Regions from separate parts of the Muntiacus reevesi genome. Here region 2 is linked to region 1. A link is a contact called in public Hi-C data. All regions are on one chromosome and are shown on one strand. Each heading gives the region's core, a stretch centred on a gene start, on an enhancer-like site or on the middle of the called end of the contact. The rest is flanking DNA. Distances are from core to core; before and after follow the strand shown.

The links. A called contact is a pair of places that touch in the nucleus more often than the background predicts.
Region 2: a contact with region 1 is called in a Hi-C map of muscle, with 4 times the contacts expected there. The contact joins the promoter of APOA2 here to the promoter of DUSP12 in region 1. A contact is called at or near these places in 2 of 3 Hi-C or Micro-C datasets (blood and muscle).

What each region holds. Positions count from the first base shown.
Region 1 is chr1:70,845,816-70,851,383 of mMunRee1.1, reverse strand. DUSP12 (dual specificity phosphatase 12) reads left to right here and starts at 3,508. Exons shown (of 6, transcript XM_065946783.1): 1 at 3,508-3,870; 2 at 4,793-4,906; 3 at 4,999-5,117. The coding sequence starts at 3,527. LOC136176502 (a long non-coding RNA gene) reads right to left here and starts at 3,661. Exons shown (of 3, transcript XR_010664592.1): 1 at 3,178-3,661; 2 at 300-418; 3 at 1-33.
Region 2 is chr1:71,299,117-71,304,684 of mMunRee1.1, reverse strand. APOA2 (apolipoprotein A2) reads right to left here and starts at 2,580. Exons shown (of 3, transcript XM_065940602.1): 1 at 2,529-2,580; 2 at 2,124-2,256; 3 at 1,633-1,750. The coding sequence starts at 2,580. The coding sequence ends at 1,633. TOMM40L (translocase of outer mitochondrial membrane 40 like) reads left to right here and starts at 4,673. Exons shown (of 9, transcript XM_065946993.1): 1 at 4,673-4,815; 2 at 5,027-5,276. The coding sequence starts at 5,253.

The sequences.
Region 1 (5,568 bases), core at 2,259-4,758:
AGCTTGAACATCTGGAAGTTCACGGTTCATGTACTGTTGTACAGAAAGAAGTGTATTAAGAAATTATACAGGAAGAAGTGTATAAACCCTATCATGTACGTCTCCTCATGTCAGCTCCCAGAAGTAACCATTGTTAATAGTTTGATACATATATTTCAGTATTTTTTATATATTCCATATATGCCCACCCCCAGCATTCTTCTTAGTGATTTGCCCTTACTCCTGTCAAAACACTGTTAGGTTATTTATTTATCTTTTACTCCAGTTTTTCTCTAAGTTCCTCAAGGGCAAAGACTTACTCATTTTGTAGCTTCAGCATCTACTGCAGAGCCTGACACACAGGAGAGGTTTCCAGGACCATAAAGTGAGAAAGGCCGAGTTGATCCAACCAAGGGCTCAGAAGATTGCTAACATGACTCTGCAGCGAAAACACCAAGCGAGACTTTGAGATAAAGCCTTTGGGATGGGGAAGGACATGACACGGAAAGGGAAGTATACGGTGTCTTTTCTAGAACTCCTTTCATCTCTAACATTCAAAGATGGAATAATCAGCACCATTAGCCCAAATTCTGTGGGGCAGGGGACACAAAGGTGAAGAGGCGAAGTCCTTACCCTTCAGAGGTTCAGAGCCTGTGGTGGGAGTAAGGGAAGATACCACTCTTCCTCTATCCCTATGGGTTGCCCACTTAAGTGTTTCCAAGCACAAGTAGTTGCTGCTTCCTCCATTTGACTTAGACGGGGGTCAAGTGTCCCTGCCCCAAGTCTCAATCTCTTTGAAAATCATAAAGTCATATATGAGAAAGGGAAAAGCAGACCCTGGCACCCAGGAGCCAGGGTAGATCTTCCTTAGTGAGGTAGATCTTCCTTAGTGTTGCTACAGCTGGCCAGGCCCTCACAGTTAGGTGTTTTTTCCTCTCCTGCTGAACAAAAACAACTTCACAGAAAATCAGCACCACACAAGGCAACTCTGAGATCATGACGAAGTAAGACAAAGACCAACATAATATGTCTGAATAAGACAGAACGTGAACATTGTCCAATTACAAAATAGCAAACATACTTCTATTTTAGCTAAAATGGCTAACCACTATTTAAAAACAATTATGATGAAAAAAACACAAAATTTACTCTTTTAACCATTTCATCTTGAAAAACAGAAACTGTATATCAATTGAACAACTCTTCAATTCTCCCTCCCTGCAACCCTAGGCAACCATTATTCTATTCTGTTTCTATGACTTAGCTTTTTCAGTGACCACATATAAGTGATAAGATGCAATATTTGTCTTTCTCGCTCTGACTTATTTCACTTAGCATAATGCTTTCAAATTTCTATTCATGTTATCACAAGTGGCAGGATTTCCTACTTTCATTTGGCTAAGTAATATTGCATAATATATAAATCACATCTTTACCGTCCATGCTTAGATGGACACTGAGGTCACTTCATGTGTTGGTTGTTGTGACTAACATGAGAGTGCAAATATCTCTGTAAGATCCTGATTTCATATCCTTGGGACATATATCCAGCAATGGGATTGCTGCATTATATGGTAGCTCTGTTTTTTAAGTTTCTGAAGAACTTACATACAGGTTCTGTAGTAGATATATCCATTTATAGTCCCACCAACAACGCGCAAGGGTTCTCTTTTCTCCACCATCCTCACCAACATGCTACCTACTGTTTTTATTTTTTTTTAATTGCCATACTAATAAGTATGAGGTGATATCATGGTTTTGATTTGTATTTCCCTGATGGGTAGTGATATTAAGGATCTTTTTATGTACCTGTGGGCCATTTGTATGTCTTCTTTAGAAAAAAAAAATCTCTTCTCAGTTTCTCTGTCCATTTTCTATTTTTATTTACAGCTGAGTTGTATGAGTTCTTTATATATTTTGGATATTAACTCCTTATCAGATATATGGTTTGAAAATATTTTTTTCCATTCTGTAGGTTACCTTTTCATTTTGTTGATTGTTTTTTTTGCTATGCAGAAACATTTTAGTTTGACATAGTCCCACTTATTGCTTCTGGTGTCATGTCCAAAAAGTTGTTGACAAGACTACTGTTTGGTCATGGTACCCTTGCCAAAGATCATTTGAACATATAAGTGAGGGTTTATTTCTGGACTCTTCATTCTCTTCCGTTGGCCCATGTTTCCGTCTTTATGCCAGTACCATGACTGCTATTTCTTGACCAATACAAGTTTAGCGTCTCTCTAGCCTTCTTTCCCTTGGGTAAGATTTATTAACATACTGAATCACAGAATCACCCCTACTTCCTGACAACATCCAGTCCAGAGCAAACTCCTGCTTCCATAGTCCCTTAGCCCTAACTCATCTAATATAAGCTCTGATCCTGTAATGCATGCTAAGTCGCTTCAGTTGTGTCTAACTCTTTGCGACGCTATGGACTGTAGCCGGCGAGGTTCCTCTGTCCATGGGATTCTCCGGGCAAGAATACTGGAGTGGGTTGCCATGTCCTCCTCCAGGGGATCTTCTGGACCCAAGGGATTGAATCCAGGTCTCTTAAGTCTCCTGCATTGGCAGGGGGATTCTTTACCACTAGCGCCCCCTTGGAAGCCCAAAATCCTGTAATAGGATCTTCCTAACATTCTCTTCGGAGAAGGCAATGGCACCCCACTCCAGTACTCTTGCCTGGAAAATCCCATGAACGGAGGAGCCTGGTAAGCTGCAGTCCATCGGGTAGCGAAGAGTCGGACACGACTGAGCGACTTCACTTTCACTTTTCACTTTCATGCATTGGAGAAGGAAATGGCAACCCACTCCAGTGTTCTTGTCTGGAGAATCCCAGGGACGCGGGAGCCTGGTGGGCTGCCATCTATGGGGTCGCACAGAGTCGGATATGACTGAAGCGATTTAGCAGCAGCAGCAGCAGCAACATTCTCTTAAGACCCTCATTTCCCAAAATTCTACAGTTCATGATTGAGTAATAAACTCAAATTTAACTACACGTGGATTCTTGGTTATCTTTTTCTTTCCCCCTTGGTTATCTTTGGAGTGCACTGATACAGAACCATGGGGTCAATATTTTCAAGTATACAGAATAATATATACCAACAAGAAGTCACATACCAATAAAGGGGGGGGGGCAAGAAGAAAAAAAAGGTAAAAAGTAACAAGAGAAGAACTACAAACAAATGGTTTCATACGTACTGAAAAAGTGTTGTATTTCAAAAGCATAAGATTATGGTACTGATTCAGTTGGTGGGACCATCTGAATCCATTTTCTGCTCCTGCAGAAATCCATAAAAATCTCAACACTAAGAGCCTAAGCATCCCTGTAGGTATTCGAGTTAGGGTTCAGAAGCCGCTGCGAATGGGGTTTAGCTCCGCCCAGGCCGAAGTACGTCACCTTCCCCAGTAAATCCACATTCCCGCGGTCGACGAAATCCTCCAAGGCAGCAGCGGCGCAACTCAGCCTGGCCAGTCTAAAGTAAGGACGTTCTAGCCGATTGCCTACTCGATGGTAGGGCCCGCCGCAGCCCGGCCTCCGGGCGCCGCCATGTTGGAGGCGCAGGATGGTAGCCATGACTGCGAGCACCACATCTGCAGCCAGAGCCGAGCCCGCTCTGCCAGGCGTATGCTGGAGGTGCGTCCGGGGCTGTTCTTGGGTGGAGCCGCGGCCGTCGCGGAGCCAGACCACCTGAGGGAGGCGGGCGTCACGGCAGTGCTGACGGTGGACTCGGAGGAGCCTGACTTCCAAACGGGGGCTGGGGTCGAGGGTCTACGGAGTCTCTTCGTGCGAGCGCTCGACAAACCCGAGACCGACCTGCTCAGTCATCTGGACCGCTGTGTGGCCTTCATTGTCCAGGCTCGCGCCGAGGGCCGCGCGGTGCTGGTGCACTGGTGAGTGGTCGGGTGGGTGGGGAGAGCCACCCCGCCGCGCTGCGACCCTGCCCCACCTCGCCCTTTTCCTCTCAGGGCCGCGGAGAGGACCAGAGGGCTGCCGGACCGCCAGAATCTTCAGCTCCCTCTTGCGTAGGCTTGTGTCAGAGAGAAGTGGACAAGAGACGGTCCCCTGATGACGCGCAGGGTTTTAGTTCATTTTGTTTGTGTTGTTGGTTCATTCTGCAGTCGCTAAGTTTTCGAGGGTGGGAGGAATCTTCAGATAAATGACTAAGTCTCTGCACCTAAAGAGTTTAAATCTCTTCTCGAGTAGCCAGACACATACTGAGGAAATGCAGACTAGGATGCGAGGGGTGTAGTAAGAGAGATTAACAGAGGTTAAGGTTATTCAAACTTCAGAGGGAGAGCAGGTTATTTTCATTGTGTGTGTTTGAGGCGGGCGTGGCTGATGTAGGGGAGATTGAGGGAGAGAAAAATTGATTAGGACGTAGCAGTGGCAGAAGGAGTGTAATCACAACAGTTTACGCTTACTGAGTCAGCAATTTTACAGCCAGCCTTTGTTATAAATATTACATAAAAAACATAAGGTAGTGATAAAATAGAGGTTTCGGACCAGATCTCCAGGGCCTTTAAAGCCAAGGGGAAAAGAGTTTAGATTTGTTCTGAAGCCATTATAAGATGTTAAAAATTTAGTGTACTTATTGTTCAATAGGTAATACATTCACATGGTTCATAATTAAAATGAATAAGGAAATAAAGGAATACTTCTTTTGTAAGTAGTAGTATTTCAGAGGCAAAAGATTTACTTGAGTAGAAGAAGCAGACAAGAAGTGGACCCAAACTTTACCATTTATGGGGGTGGGTTTTTTGTTTTTGTAATTGTTGCTATTTGATATTTTAAAGGGTTTTTTTTTTTTTCCAGTCATGCAGGGGTCAGTCGAAGTGTGACTGTAATAACCGCTTTTATGATGAAGACTGACCAGCTTACCTTTGAAAAAGCCTATGAAAACCTTAAGACTGTCAAGCCAGAGGCCAAGTGAGTTACTTGTTACAGTAGTAATTCTGCTTTTGTGATGCAGTTTTATTTATTTAAAGAAAATTTAACTCTGTACCTGTTTGCCCTTGCAGGATGAATGAGGGGTTTGAGTGGCAACTGAAATTATACCAGGCAATGGGCTGTGAAGTAGATACCTCCAGTGCAGTTTATAAACAATATCGTTTACAAAAGGTTACAGAGAAGTATCCAGGTAAGTAATAATTGGCAGTATGTATTCAGTCCTTTTTGGGTGTCCCTGGTGGCCCAGCCTGGGTAAAGGATCCTCCCACAATGTGGGAGACCTGGGTTCCATCCCTGGGTTGGGAAGATCCCCTGGAGGAGGTCATGACAACCTACTCTAGTGTTCTTGCTTTCAGAAATCCCATGGACTAAGGAGGTTGGCTTTATTTTGGGGGGCTCCAAAATCACTGCAGATGATGATTGCAGACATGAAATTAAAAGATGCTTACTCCTTGGAAGGAAAGTTATGACCAACCTAGACAACATGTGAAAAAGCAGAGACATTACTTTGCCAACAAAGGTCTGTCTAGTCAAGGCTATGGTTTTCCTAGTGGTCAAGTATGGATGTGAGAGTTGGACTGTGAAGAAAGCTGAGCGCTGAAGAATTGATGCTTTTGAACTGTGGTGTTGGAGAAGACTCT
Region 2 (5,568 bases), core at 1,331-3,830, 450 kb before region 1:
AGTTTGGGATGAAGACATACACACTGCTATATTTAAAATAGATAACCAACAAGGACCTACTGTACAGTACGGAAAACTCTGTTCAATACTCTATAATAACCTAACTGGGAAAAGGATTTGGAAAAGAACAGATACATGAAATATGTATACCCTGTTATGTAGGGAATTACCCTGCTATGTGCTTGAAACACAACATTGTTAATCAACTATACTCCAATATAAAATAAAAGTCTTAAAAAGTATACAGAAGAAATTAGAGCCATTTCTGATGTCTTGGGAAAAGGTGATTTCAGATGAGATATGAAGGATGAGTTAGGGTAGGGAAGTAAATATTTTAAAGATAAACTGGAAACAAACTTTTATTGGACATGCCCATTTTCCCGTTTGGGGATTGTAAATCTCCTGCATCAATCCAGCCTGACTTATGTTCCATTTTGATTTAACCCAGGGATCACAGCTACCAGAATTTCTCAAGTCCTACATGTCCAGCAAGTTGGAGAACTGTCAGGCCTTGAACTGGCTATCGTGTCTGCTAGTTCTAGGCTCTAACATAGCTACCAGAATCTAGGCCAGTTCTATGAACAGCACCCAGATAATGATAAGGGAGGGGCTTCCTCGGTGGCTCAGACAGTAAAGAATCTGTCTGCAGCGCAGGAGATCTGGGTTTGATCCCTAAGTCAGGAAGATCCCCTGGAGAAGGGAAAGGCTACCCGCTCCAGTATTCTTGCCTGGAGAACCCCGTGGACAGAGGAGCCTGGTGTTCTACAGTCCATGGGGTCACAAAGAGTCGGACACGACTGAGTGACTAACACTTTGAATAGTGGCGGAGATACTTGGAATGAGTGTTCTGCAGACAGGGGTCTAGGTGAGAGGTTTTAAATGCAAGGATTAGAGCACCTCCAGGGAAAGCTTCTCTGGTGGCTCAGCTGGTAAAGAGTTTGCCTGTAACGCAGAAGACCTCAGTTCAATCCCCAGGTAGAGAAGATCCCCTGGAGAAGAGAATGGCTACCCACCCCAGAATTCTGGCCTGGAGAATTAAAGAGTTAGACACGACCGAGGGACTTTCACTTTCTTTTCTTTTCAGGGGAGAAGCACGGTGTCCCCTGGCTCAGATGGAAGGAAGGGGCCTTGGGTGACACCTCTGGGCTCATTTGGGGAAGTGTTCTCCTCTTCACAGTGTGGTAGAGGAAATTCTGAGGGGTGCTCTCATTTCCTGTGACCTCTAGGAATCTAGGGATTCAGATTATGAATCTTTCATGCCTTTCAAGTACCATGTCCAAGGCAAAGTCTCCTTAGGCCATTCCCAGGCCTATAAAAAGATTTCTTGGGTTTGAAGAAGAGTCACCAGCACCTCCCACCCTGTCATTTCCATCACTGGTCTCATCAACCCTTTCTCCAGCCCTTCACACCAAAATTCCTTTCCTGTTAGAAGCAGATTTCTCTTTGTTCTTCCTCCTACTCTTCCCCCACAACACTTATTTCTCCTGGTTCCCCAGACAGACCAGGCTCACAACTTAATTCCTGCAAAGTTTATTGTAGAAAACAAGGAGTGGGTAGGGAGAGGAGTTTCAGGCCTGGCCAGTGGGTGTCCCAGGGAAGAAACTAGGGATGGGAGAGCAGGGTCTGGACACCTCAGTGGGCGGCAGGCTCTTTTTTGGGGTCTATAAAACTGCTCAAGAAGTTGAGCAGGTCAGTCCCAGCCTTCTTGAACAGGGGCGTCAGTTCCTCCTGTGTCTTCTCAAAGTAGGCCCTGGAAACGTGAGGGATTAGAAGTTAGGGTGATGGGCGGGTACTGGCCTTCTTGTGGTGGGAGGTGAGCCCCAAGGCCCCAAACCCTAATGCCTGGTCTGCCCTGGAACAGTGAAGCTCCCAGGAGGGGAGGCGAGCTCTTAACTGGGCAGAGAAACAGACCATAGAGATAGAAATTCGAAGCCCAGTTCCTGCTGCCCCTACCTGTCTAAGAAGTCTGAGGGATCTGTAGGGTGATGATGGAATTTCCTCTATTTTTAGACCTCATCCTCCCTAGCCCCCCAGCCCTGAGCCCAGTGTTCTGTGGGATCTCCCAATTTCCCTCTTTCTCTCCACAGCCCCCTGGTCCCTGCGCCCCCTTTGCTGAGACTTACTTGGCTTGGGTTTGAAGCTCTGAGCCCTTGGCCTTCTCCACGAGGTCCTTGCCATAGTTGGCCACGGTCTGGAAGTACTGAGAGACCAGGGTCTGCAGATCCGGCTCCTCGGTCTGTCTCCGAACCAGAGCGCCTGCACACACACAGAAACACACACACTCTCTCAGTTGGGTCCCCAGCAATGAGTCCCCCATCTCTGCCAGCATTCAGCCTCAGCTCTCAGCCCTCTCCCTGAGCAGGCATCCAACTCCAGGTCTTTGGATGGGTTTTCTGGGCGTTAGAGAGGGGATGCGTTTCCTCTTAAGCTCTCTGGTTGCCAGGCCTGGGCATAGGAGCACAGACAGAGGGGCGGCTAGGACCTAAGCACCTTCTCCTCCTGGGGACCCCTCTTCAGATCACACCCACCTTCAAGGCTACAGACGGTCAGGAGCAGCACAGTCAATGCAAGCAGCTTCATGGTGGCAACGGTAGGGAAAGTGGCCTGTGAAGTTGGGGGCAGGGGAGGTCACTGAAGCTGCATGGGCTTCAGCCCTTCCCCAGCGACCCCCTCCCTACACGTCCACCCCGACCCGGTGTCCCCCTTTCCTACACTTAAATCTTTGAATGCCGCGCTCGCCTCTTACTCCTTCACTGTACCTAGTCAGCGATGCCGTCCTTGCTGCCTGTGTCTGGCCTGGCTGAGGAGGCAGGGGCTATATATCTCTAGGCTTCCCCACTCCACCCCGTCAGGTGATAAGGACTTTGGAGGAGTCCAGTGGGGCAGGGACTATGATGGAGTAAACAAGTTAGAGAAGTGGGGGGAGGAGAGGCCGGCATATGGGAGACGCCTGGTGATGGGGTCGGAGGCAGGGCCTTAATGGATGCCAAGGGGATACATTTTAGTCCTGTTCAAGATTCATTCCTTTGGGGCCTGGGAGCAGTAGTCCTTGGATCTGAATCCTGCAGTAAGCAGGATTTTTGGGGTTTTCTTCTGTTTTTTCCTGGAAAACTTTGGTGTATCAGATCTAATGACCTCAGCCTTTGGTATCTTTGTACCATTATGGGTAAATTTCATCTCCCAACCCTACCCCCATTCACTGAAATGTGGCAGAGAGGTATCGGGGAACAGAAGAGAGGCGATAAAATAAAAAATCAGGGACAGGGGTGAGGGGAAGACGGGTTAGGAGAATAAGGATCAGGGTCAGAGGCCAGGTGTGATTGACTCTGTACTTTTTTGAGTTAATGTGTAATGAATGAGATGGGGGAGAAAACACTAGAACCAGAATGCCCTTCCTGAGTGCAGATCAGCAAGCACAGCCCACCCCCAATAAAACAAATTCAGAAAGGAGCTGCTGCTCACCCCACACCCCCTCCCCATCCCCCAACCCCCCATCATTGGAGTGCTCTGGCAGGATAAAGGTTGAAGGTCTCTGGGCATTCGATCCCCTTATCAGTTCTAGGCAGTGGTCAGTCAATATGAGTCAGCAGGGGCCATAACATCCCTCCGACCAAGGTCCTGGCCCTTGTCCCTGTCCTGATTATGAGGGAGGACAGAGATGCATTCCCCAGGCCCAAGGCATTTGGGTGAAATCAGCTAAATAGATATCACAAGTATTTGTATCTTTCATCCTTTGACCTCTTCCTAAGAGATGGGAGTGGTGATGTGAGAGCTCGTAGGGGAGGCGACCAGAGCCTAAGAAATTTTATTCTATCTTCAACTATTCCCCTGTGGAGCACTTAGTGCTTGAAAGGGCGCTCCACTGATTTGTCCCTGGCTTTGGAGCGGAGCGCATTTGAGGGCAGGAGCCTATATTTCTCGATTTTATTTGCCAACTCTGCCTAGGGAACCTTTCCACTTTCTTTCTTTCCTAGGGAACCAGGGAAGGAAGGATCAACTTCAGAGGTCAGGTGTTTCAGGGACTACTGCTGGAACTCAGGTTGCAGCCCCTGCTCCTCTACCCCAAACTCTCACACCCATTCCCTTTCTACAGAGCGGACAAGAGGGTGAACTTTAAAAGGTTTGGACATCCAGGAGGGAGGGTGAGTCCCGTTTCCTACGGAGAGCTGTACCTATGAGTGGAATTCATTTGAGGGTGTACTGTGTACTGGGAAAGACTGCGAAGAGGAGTCCCCAAGGGTTCGTAAGGGTCTGGGTGGGGGCGGGGCCCTTAGGAGAGGTATGAATCACTGTTCGAAAGAAGTATTCAGTCTTCCCTGGGCCACGTTTCACAGGCTATATGTCTCCAGGCTACACAGTGGAGGGAACTTCAGTGACTCAGGCCCCAAGATGCTCCCTCTAGTGTCTTGCTCGTTAAAAGGTTTTTCCCGACCTTGGAGAGGCAGGGCAATTTAACGCCATCTATTCGAGTAGATCTAAGGATCTAACCAATCAAGTACAGCCTGTCCCCGCAGTGCCGGGGTTGGAGCTCTCCGGACGTAAGGTCGGCCACTCTTTTGCGTTATCCTCTCCTATTGGCCAATGCTCGGCAGCTTTTCTTTTTCTTTCTTTTTTTTAAAAATCCATTGGGCGGAGCCCAATCAAGGAGGGTTGGGTCTCTGAAATCTTTTTTGTCGCCCGGTTCCAAGATGGCGTCCGTGACCACGCTGGGGATGCAGCGTGAAGCCGCAGTTGTGCCATCACTCAAGATGGCTGCCCCCATCAAGATGACCGGGGTGTGCCTGGGGGAAAGGGGCGGCATGATGGTCTGAGAAGGTAAGGGTTATTGCCTTATTGCAAGCGTCGCCATAGGGCCCAGGGGTGAAGAGCAAAAAGACTGGGAGGCCGGGTAAAGTCTGTGGTGGAGACTAGGATTAGAGAGTGGGGGAGGTTACAAGGGTGACAGCGGGATTAAAGATGAAACGGGAGTGTGCCTGGGGTTCAAGCTCCCCACCGGTGCCCTCCCCCCCCACTTTTCCCGTTCCAGGTCTAGCGTCGGACTATGTGGAAGCTTCTGGGGCTGGGGAGCCGGATAATGGGGGGTGGGGCCCGTGGAGGGTAGAGGGAGCAACAGCGTCCTTTCCCAGGCGAACCCCGGCCCCTCCCTGACCTCTCTTCTGAAATGGGGAACACACTGGGCCTGGCACCTATGGGGGCTCTGCCCCGCCGGAGCCCCCGTCGAGAGGAGCCTCTCCCCAACCCTGGGAGCTTTGATGAGCTGCACCGGCTATGCAAAGGTGAGCAGACACCCGAGGCGTTTGGGCGGCTCACGTTGAAGGGGCAGAGAAGGGCGGGGTCTTGAGTGCTGGGTGTCGGTGACGGGAGCAGAAAAGGGGAGATCGCAGCTGGGGCATGCAGCCTCAGGGAGGATCAGGCACCCGCATGGAGTGGAGCATTTCCTGTTGCAGGACTTGAGAGGAGGTCAGTTCCTCCGAAGCACTTCTGTGGGATTGAAAGGGGAGACTGCTTCGTGGGGTAGGGGTTCCTCGTCTGCTTATTCCTTCCCTTCCCCCTCCCCTCCCTTCAGAT